2 separate regions of the Aphis gossypii genome follow, and region 2 is linked to region 1. Evidence: chromatin contacts called from public Hi-C data. All regions are on one chromosome and are shown on one strand. Each heading gives the region's core, a stretch centred on a gene start, on an enhancer-like site or on the middle of the called end of the contact. The rest is flanking DNA. Distances are from core to core; before and after follow the strand shown. Region 1 holds the start of LOC114128543 (DNA replication licensing factor Mcm5-like). Region 2 holds the start of LOC114122048 (tonsoku-like protein).

Evidence for each region. A called contact is a pair of places that touch in the nucleus more often than the background predicts.
Region 2: a Hi-C map of whole body shows a contact between it and region 1, with 4 times the contacts expected there. The contact joins the promoter of LOC114122048 here to the promoter of LOC114128543 in region 1. A contact is called at or near these places in 2 of 2 Hi-C or Micro-C datasets (both in whole body).

Annotation. Positions count from the first base shown.
Region 1 is chr1:59,469,906-59,474,068 of ASM2018417v2, reverse strand. LOC114128543 (DNA replication licensing factor Mcm5-like) reads right to left here and starts at 2,267. Exons shown (of 3, transcript XM_027993072.2): 1 at 1,228-2,267; 2 at 432-1,159; 3 at 1-81. The coding sequence starts at 2,028. It overlaps LOC114128569 (E3 ubiquitin-protein ligase listerin), which reads left to right and starts at 2,525. Exons shown (of 20, transcript XM_027993108.2): 1 at 2,525-2,903; 2 at 2,979-3,149; 3 at 3,383-3,649; 4 at 3,710-3,816; 5 at 3,885-4,065; 6 at 4,132-4,163. The coding sequence starts at 2,859.
Region 2 is chr1:59,647,918-59,652,080 of ASM2018417v2, reverse strand. LOC114122048 (tonsoku-like protein) reads left to right here and starts at 2,177. Exons shown (of 4, transcript XM_027984603.2): 1 at 2,177-2,536; 2 at 4,103-4,163. The coding sequence starts at 4,114. The region is part of intron 1 of LOC114122032 (high mobility group protein B2-like); the gene reads right to left.

The DNA of each region.
Region 1 (4,163 bases), core at 1,018-3,517:
TGTACATTCATGATATGCTTAGCTAATATCATATCTCTGTTTTGATTATGTTCATCTTTAATAATAAATATCATATCAAACCTGAAAAAAAAAATATTTATAAGAATGAATGCCGTACAACTTTTCAATATATTATTAATAATTAATATATCTGTGAACTTTTAAGATATAACATTGTTTTTAGTTTAGTATCAACAAATTATACTTGAACGTTGTTAATTTAAAAGGTCATTTTTTATACACTGAATTACTTTTTAATATTAGCTAATAGATATAATTGATTTAAACAAAGTACATTTTTATAGTTTTTAAATTTTGATTTTATAGGTAGTGCATTTTGATTTTTGAGGGACTTAGGTATATTCATTATTGCGATTTTAAATTTATATTTTTCACTCTTAGACAATAATTTGCTTAAAATATCATATTACCTAGATAAAATTGTAGGCATGAAATCAATATTATCTTCGCCTTTACTGTCATCCCACCGACCAAATACTGAATTTGCAGCAGCCATCACCGAACAACGACTGTTAAGAGTAGTTGTAATACCTGCCTTAGCTATTGATATGGTCTGTTGTTCCATAGCTTCATGAATCGCAACTCTATCACCTTCTCTCATCTTGTCAAATTCATCAATACAAACCACACCACTATCAGCCAAAACCATTGCTCCACCTTCCACCACAAAATTGTGAGATGTTGGATCACGAGTTACTGAAGCTGTGAGTCCAGCAGCTGAAGAACCTTTACCGGATGTGTATACACCTATAGGTGAAACTTGTTGTACAAATTTTAAAAGTTGTGATTTAGCTGTACCAGGATCTCCCAAAAGCAATAAATTTATACCTCCACGACGAGTTAAACCATCTGGAAGTCTTTTCCGAGAACCTCCAAAAAGCAGACAAGCTATTGCTTTTTTTATATCACTAAAACCAAAAATAGATGGTGCTATAGACTTAGCAATACGGTCATAAATATCAGGAGATGATGACAGTTTTCTGAATAGTTCTTCATCTTCAACAGAAGTTGGTATTGAAGTAGTGAAACCTCCAACCTGATCGTCCATTTGAAATCCTAAAACTCTTAAATATGGAGCACGCACACCAACCACAGTACGAGAATTTTCAGTAAGTTTTTGTTTTTTTGAAGTCTTAACCTGAAAGTATAATAATTTAAAATTAATAATAATGACAAATTAAATGATATTTTCTATATAAATTATACCTTTTTTATAGAATAAACACCAACTACCATAACACGGTTCCCTGGAACTACACGTTCACATAGGTAACGATCACAATATAATTGTACGTGTCGTGGCATTTCTCCTTGAGGTGTAGAGTCACTTAATTCTTGTAATTTTAAAATTTGAGAATCAACACATTTGCATTTGTCTGGTATAATAAAATATGGGTCCAAAGGGCATTGTGGACGACCGGCTTGTTCAGTGGTACATTTTCTTGGCAAGATATAACCATCCATACCAGGTTTTACTGGTAAATGTGGTACTACATTACGACAAGATCGACATTGCAATGTTATTTGTGTAGCTTTAGCCCGAATACTTGACGCAGATACTATGATACCAGGAATTTTGACAAGCCGAGAAACTGACTCAGATTTAATAGAACGCAACGAAGAAGCCAATGAATTTGTAGACAATAATATTTGAATATGCTCAATATCTTCTAGGTTATCAGATGCAAGCAATTCTTGTGCTAACTCTGTCGCAGCTTCTTCAAAAGCTGGCAAATGTTCCACTGGTTGTTTGTATAACTTATCAGCAAGATTTTCATCAAATCCAGCCAAATCCTCGACATTTATTTCCATCCAATATTGACCCAAGTTACAATTTCGTTTTAATGTATCTCTATACTTATAGTTAAAATTTTCTTCATTGTATGTTTTTAAGAAATCTTTGAACGATTTTTTTATTGATCTTGCGTTCAACAATGATGATGCCAAATTGTCATCATCTCCAAATGTATCAGAGAAAAATATACCAGGTGTATCAAATCCTTCCATGTTTATGTTTCAGTAATTTTAATAAAACTACGATAATTTTTTTAAAAAAAGTCACAATTTACTTTAAAAAAAAGATTGAAATTTGAATTAATTAAAACAGTCAAAACAACAATTATGCTTACTGAGAACACTGAAGTCTGAAATTTAAAATAATACCATGACCATGATAAAATAAACAGGTAGGTATGTCAGCATTCGGCAACATTTCATTCTCATTATTTTTTTATGATTGTTTGCGTAAATTTGGCGGGAACAAACTAGTTCTCCTGGAGTGTGATAAGAATTTTGATAAAAAAAAATTAAGTACCAACCTCTAAAAACTTTTGTTTTCGTATTTTTTGTTTGTCACACTTAATATTAGGAGAGATATTGGAATAAATATGCGACGAGTATACATACGCATGCGCTGATAGCACGTCTCAAAGTAAAGTCATCGCTTATATTATTATGTGCTTCAAATATCGTGGCACAGTCACAGTCATAGTCTATTATGGTCTGTATTACTATATATGTTCGTAGTATCTGACAATATTATGCTATTAGATTTGATAAGATTTTGTTTTTCGAGAAAGAAAAATAATGTTCTGTATTATGTTGATAATTTGATTGTAAACAAATCTTTAATATAGTAATGAACATCATATATTAATATATCTCACAGTCTCAGATCAAATTTTTAAATAAAATAAACATAAGTTTAGAGTTGAATCAGACAAGTATTTATTGTTTTCATAGAATATATGCATATGTGTATAGTTGATTGTTTTTTTGCCAACGTTATTGTTTTGAGACCAATTTTATAATTAAACAGTTAGCATTTTTATATTACAATGGGGAAAAAACAAGTTGCTCAAAGGGTCAAAAATAATTACAAAGTAAGTTCGTTTGTCGTTTATGTGATGGAATAGTGAAATATTGGTGTTAAAATTTAATTTTTATATTCTATATAGCCATCGAGCAGCGCAAGAGCTCAGTTATTGTTAAGTACTACTGATACATATGGAGTGGTTCCAGATAAGCTAAAATTTCCCTTTGCTGACATTTTGGATTGCAATGTTAGTCCCGATTTTCAAGTGGTTTTGAAAAAAATGAACAAAAAAGATTCTACCACTAAACTCAAAGTATGTAATTATGTATAGAAAAATCTCTCTATAACAAACTTTTTGTAAAACAAAATGCTTCTTATAACAAAAAATGTCAATAACAGTACGGTATGTCAAATACAGTGGTGAGGTTTACTTTTCTATAATGGAAAAATTTGTTGGCCCCAAGTAATTTTATTTTCATTATGGAGAGATTTAACTAACTTAAATTAGGTCAATAACATTTCTCACTTTTAATGTATGTTCTGCAGGCCTTAAAAGAATTTGTTGCGTTATGTGATTCTAAAGATGAAGATACAATTAGAGAAGTTTCGGCTCCATGGATTGCTCAATATGTAAATTTATGCAAAGATAATGAACCACGTATACGCGAAGGTACACAGAAAGCTTTGAGGTCCTACCTAAATCGAGTACATCGAAATGTAGCACCATTTCTAAAAAGATTTTTTGCTCATTGGTTTGTGGCTCAGTATGACACTCATCCACCAACTGCATCTGTTGCATTATCTACTTTTGAGGTTTGTACATCTATATTCATATGAATTTAAATTGATTTTATGTTAAACTGTATAATTTAGAACACTTTCCCTCCAAATAAAAGAACTGAAGTAATTGTGTTTTGTCAAAAAGAAATATTTAATTATTTAATTGAGAACATTACCAATTCAGCATTATTAAATACTAAGTAAGTTTATAAAAATTAATGTATACATTAAACATTTTTTTATTTATGTTTTTGAAATTAATTTAAAGAGTCGATTCGGATGAAATTAAGGAAATGCAAATTAGAACGGCCACTAGTTGTTTATATGCAACAGCAACATTTTTAATCTCACTTCCGGCTGAACATATTGAAAATATTGAAAGTGATTTGAAATCAATGTTACTTACTAACTCTACCTATTGGAAGTTAAATAAACATCCAACACCAAGTGTACGATTTACAATTTTTTCTAAAATTTATTTATTTAAAAATTGTTTTTTTATTGTTTATCAATAGGTTCGACAAGCTTGGTATACTCTATTACATTC
Region 2 (4,163 bases), core at 928-3,427, 180 kb before region 1:
TGTAGTATTATTATTTATTTCTAACAGCTCACTTGTTATAGGTACTAGGATTTATATGCATTGTTATGTTTTTTTTCAGCGTCCTTTTATAAATTTGGTTGGTGATAATATTGACTATAGAATAGACTATTCTATAATCAATGGTAATAATTATGTTCTTGAAAATTGCTGCGTATTGATATGAATATTATTTATTTTAGATTTGAGCCGAGTGATGAATATATTAATTTTACAATGATATACATAATATGTATCTATATATATATATATATTATAAATAGTCGAGAAATGCTTTAATTTTCAACTTTGAGATTGGTTTTAAATGAAAAATTGGTTCTAGTTTTTACTTTTGAAAGATTAAAATTTAAAAATTACAGTATTTTTCAAAATAATCGGAAAAATAAACAAACAATTAAAGAAAACAGACATTTCTATGTTAAATTTATTAGTTCTTGGCAAAATCGATTTTATTTTTTTACGTAGAAATTCAAAAACGAACAATCGGTGATTTTTTAAATGTTTATGTCATAGAATATTCTTAATAAAGTATATTTTTTTAATTTTCTATTTTAATTTTTTTGAGCTAATAATAGACATTTAAAATTTTTTTTTTGATTTTTTAGATTCTGAGAGGAACGAGGAATATATTGGATTTACAATGATGTTTGTTTCTTTTTTATTCTATAAACACTTTTTTCCCCCTAAACTTGCTCAAAAGTACAAGTGTAGCATATTTTCTGAAAGGTTATGTTCTTGAACTGGTACTTTAGAGAGGTCATTTTTAATATTTTAAAATGAAATAAAACTTGAAATAAAAGCGGTTAAAAGAGAAAAAATGTATAACTTCACGATTACCTATGTAAAATAAAATAATTACGGCTTTGTTTATCACCATAGAAACGAATAAATTTAAATAAAAAAGATTCCCTCGTCCGCATAGAATCGTTTTTTATCGAATGCAATCATATTGCATTCAAATCGAATACCTATACTAAAATTACACTATCCTGTCCGAGGACTGAAGGGACGATGGACAAACATCCACCACTGAAATGCGCTGACCTACTTTTTTTTATTTATGATGATAAAAAAGCTTTTGTGAATAATTTTTTTTAAATTTAATTCGAGGTTTTTATAATTTATTCTTAAAACTTTATAAAAATATTTAGGCATATTTTTTTTATAAGCATTTGAAGATCAAGTTTATAAAATTTTATAAATTAAATTAAACCTTAACTATGAAAATTGAATACAAAGTTCCTCATAGTTTATGTACTGAAATTAAAAAGTCTAAGAAGTTTATACAAGCATAATTTCAAAGAATTTCAAATTTAGACGAAAGTTATAATTTCAAAATATTATTCGTGAGAACTAAAAACTTTTACATGTTGGCAAAAATTAATTATATTTATATTGACTTTTGTATTATTAATAGGAAAATAATTTGATTTTTAGCAATATCATAAATTCATAAACATAACAATAAATAACTATTTAATGAAACTATATCAAGAATCGGATTACTTATAATTTTAAATGAAACTATACTTAAAATTTCTTATTCTAGGTGTTTTTACTGCAAACCTCTTAACTAGTAAATACCTATGTCATATTATTGGAAGACTGAATACAAAATTATATTTTCATGCTAAATTTTTTCGTTTGTTTTTACGGTACCGCATATCAGATCAGATAGAAATACCTACACTAAACATTACTCATTCACACTTATTAAAATGTGGTTAAAATATTTAACTTTAATAAGTTAAGCATTTTGATATCCATAATATTTGTATTTCAGCTGGCTTGTGAATTGTGTAGGCGTATAATTATTCATTTTGTTGGATGTTTAAATCTCAGTCAAATTTACTTAATATATATTTTCTTATAACGTTATAACAAGAATTGTAATTTTACAACCAACATTTTTAAATGAATAGAAAATTTAAACATTAAGAAGCGAGTACAATGTAAAAGTAAATCATCTGCAGGCTGAGATATAGGTAAAACATTCTGAGGCTGTTTGTGGGTTCTTCCATGATTTGTTATCGTATTTTAACAATAACCTCTGTCCTCTTATAATTTGGCGGCAAGCCTCTGTATGGCTGTAATACTAAACTGTATCAGTAACATTAGCTATCCTATAGTACCTATCAAGAGTAAAGATATAATATAATGTATTGTAGACTGTAGTAAATATTAATTATTATCATCTATACATAATACATTAGTACATATAAGATCATTTTGAAAACATCATGTTAAATCTTAATTTTCAGTAAAAAACCTTCATTACTCATTACGATAATACTTAGTATTTTGATGAAAAATGACAACAGTAATAAAATATACTCTGGATATCAGTGATTATTCATTATAGCAGTTAATACCATCATGATATTGTCATTTTTATGATAAATTGAAAATTTATATACCTATTCAAATTAATGTTAATATTATTATCAATTATAACTATATAGTAATTAGTAATGTTTTATGGTAATACAAGTAGATACCTATCAAGCTATAATTAGTGGTAAGTATCAATATTTGAATATTATTTAAAAAAAAATATTTATCTATAATTATTAATTAATTTATAATTTTTATATACCTATTTTTTCAAAAATTATTTCTCTAGTTTTTCATTTTAGGTAGTTATAATGCAAGGTTTATATTATAAACATATTGCTCTTTAAAATTATTTACCTAATAGATAGGTACACTTCTATGAATATTTCACTAGAACTTGTTTTGTTTGTAATATTTATTTATATTATTATTATAAAATAGATTTTTAAAGTAAAATTTTACAAATTTGTTCAAAAAAATATTAAAGTAATAATAATTAATGATTTTAACTAGGTGTTTGGTTTCGTAAATTAAAATATTTTTGGTTTTACTATAAAACATTTAACTATGTTTGGAAAATTGTTGAATACACCTATAATAATATGTTGCAATAGATAACAATTTTTATGTTATTAATAATTACATAAGGTTGTTTCATAGAAAACTATATAGCACTAATTGTTCAAATAAAATACCTTTATTAAATTTAACAAGTTCAGTTATGTGTGTAGTTTTAATATATTTATACTGAATCTTGATTTTTTATTATTTTTCATTAAAGCAGTTAACATATTTTGCTCAGGCCTAAATGTTGTACTTAGCTAAATATTTTGATGATCAATTTGTAATAATTTATGTTCTAAAATATAATATATACATAGTAAAGTTGATTAATAATACTATTAAATTAAGAATTAATAACTATAAAAGTGGTTCCCAAATTAATTTTGTTCTCCTGTAAAGTGCTGTAGTCTCCTTTGGGAGGTGCACTTCACAGTTTTGGGAATCGATGTTCTATTAGGAATCTTATTAACATAATATATATTATATATAATTTATATATTATAATGTGTATACCTAAACATGTAAATTTAAAATTATGAAATGACTAAATGCCACCATAACATAAAAATGTCTTTGTTCTTTAGGTATTCTTTTGAGTTTTAACATTTTTATAATCGTGTGATGATTGTATTAGTTCTATAATATTTTAGTTAACAACATATTTATTAAAGAAACTTTTTAGATTATAAACAAATTGCATGAAGCACAGAGATTCATTGATTAGATATCATGTTTAGATATGCAGTGTTATAATGAAGTAATTTTTTTTTATACTTTTCCTAATAATGAAAAAAGATAAGCAAAGACTAATACAAGTAATATTGAAATCATATCTTTTCTTAGACAGTTTAAAGTCATTTCTTATCTGAATAGTTTACTGAATGAAATGTTTTATTATTATTTTAAAATTGTTCAATAATAGAGACTTCTTCCTGCACCAAAATGACACCAATTCCAACTTTTTGTTTTGTTAAAAATATTGCTTGCTTTCATTTATGTTATTTATAATATATTAGTTTTATAATATTTATTGCTATTTTTAGTTATTTATTTTAAAAATTGTCAAAGTAAAATATTTTATACTGTGTTGTTTCAATTATTTAAATTAATTTTTACAAATTATTTTTCTTATATTGACATTTGTTCTATATTCATTTATATTTAATTAACTAATTATTATTTCCAGCTTGAAACATAATGAACGAAATGGAAGAACGAAAATGGTTAAAAAAAAAAGAAAAAGCATT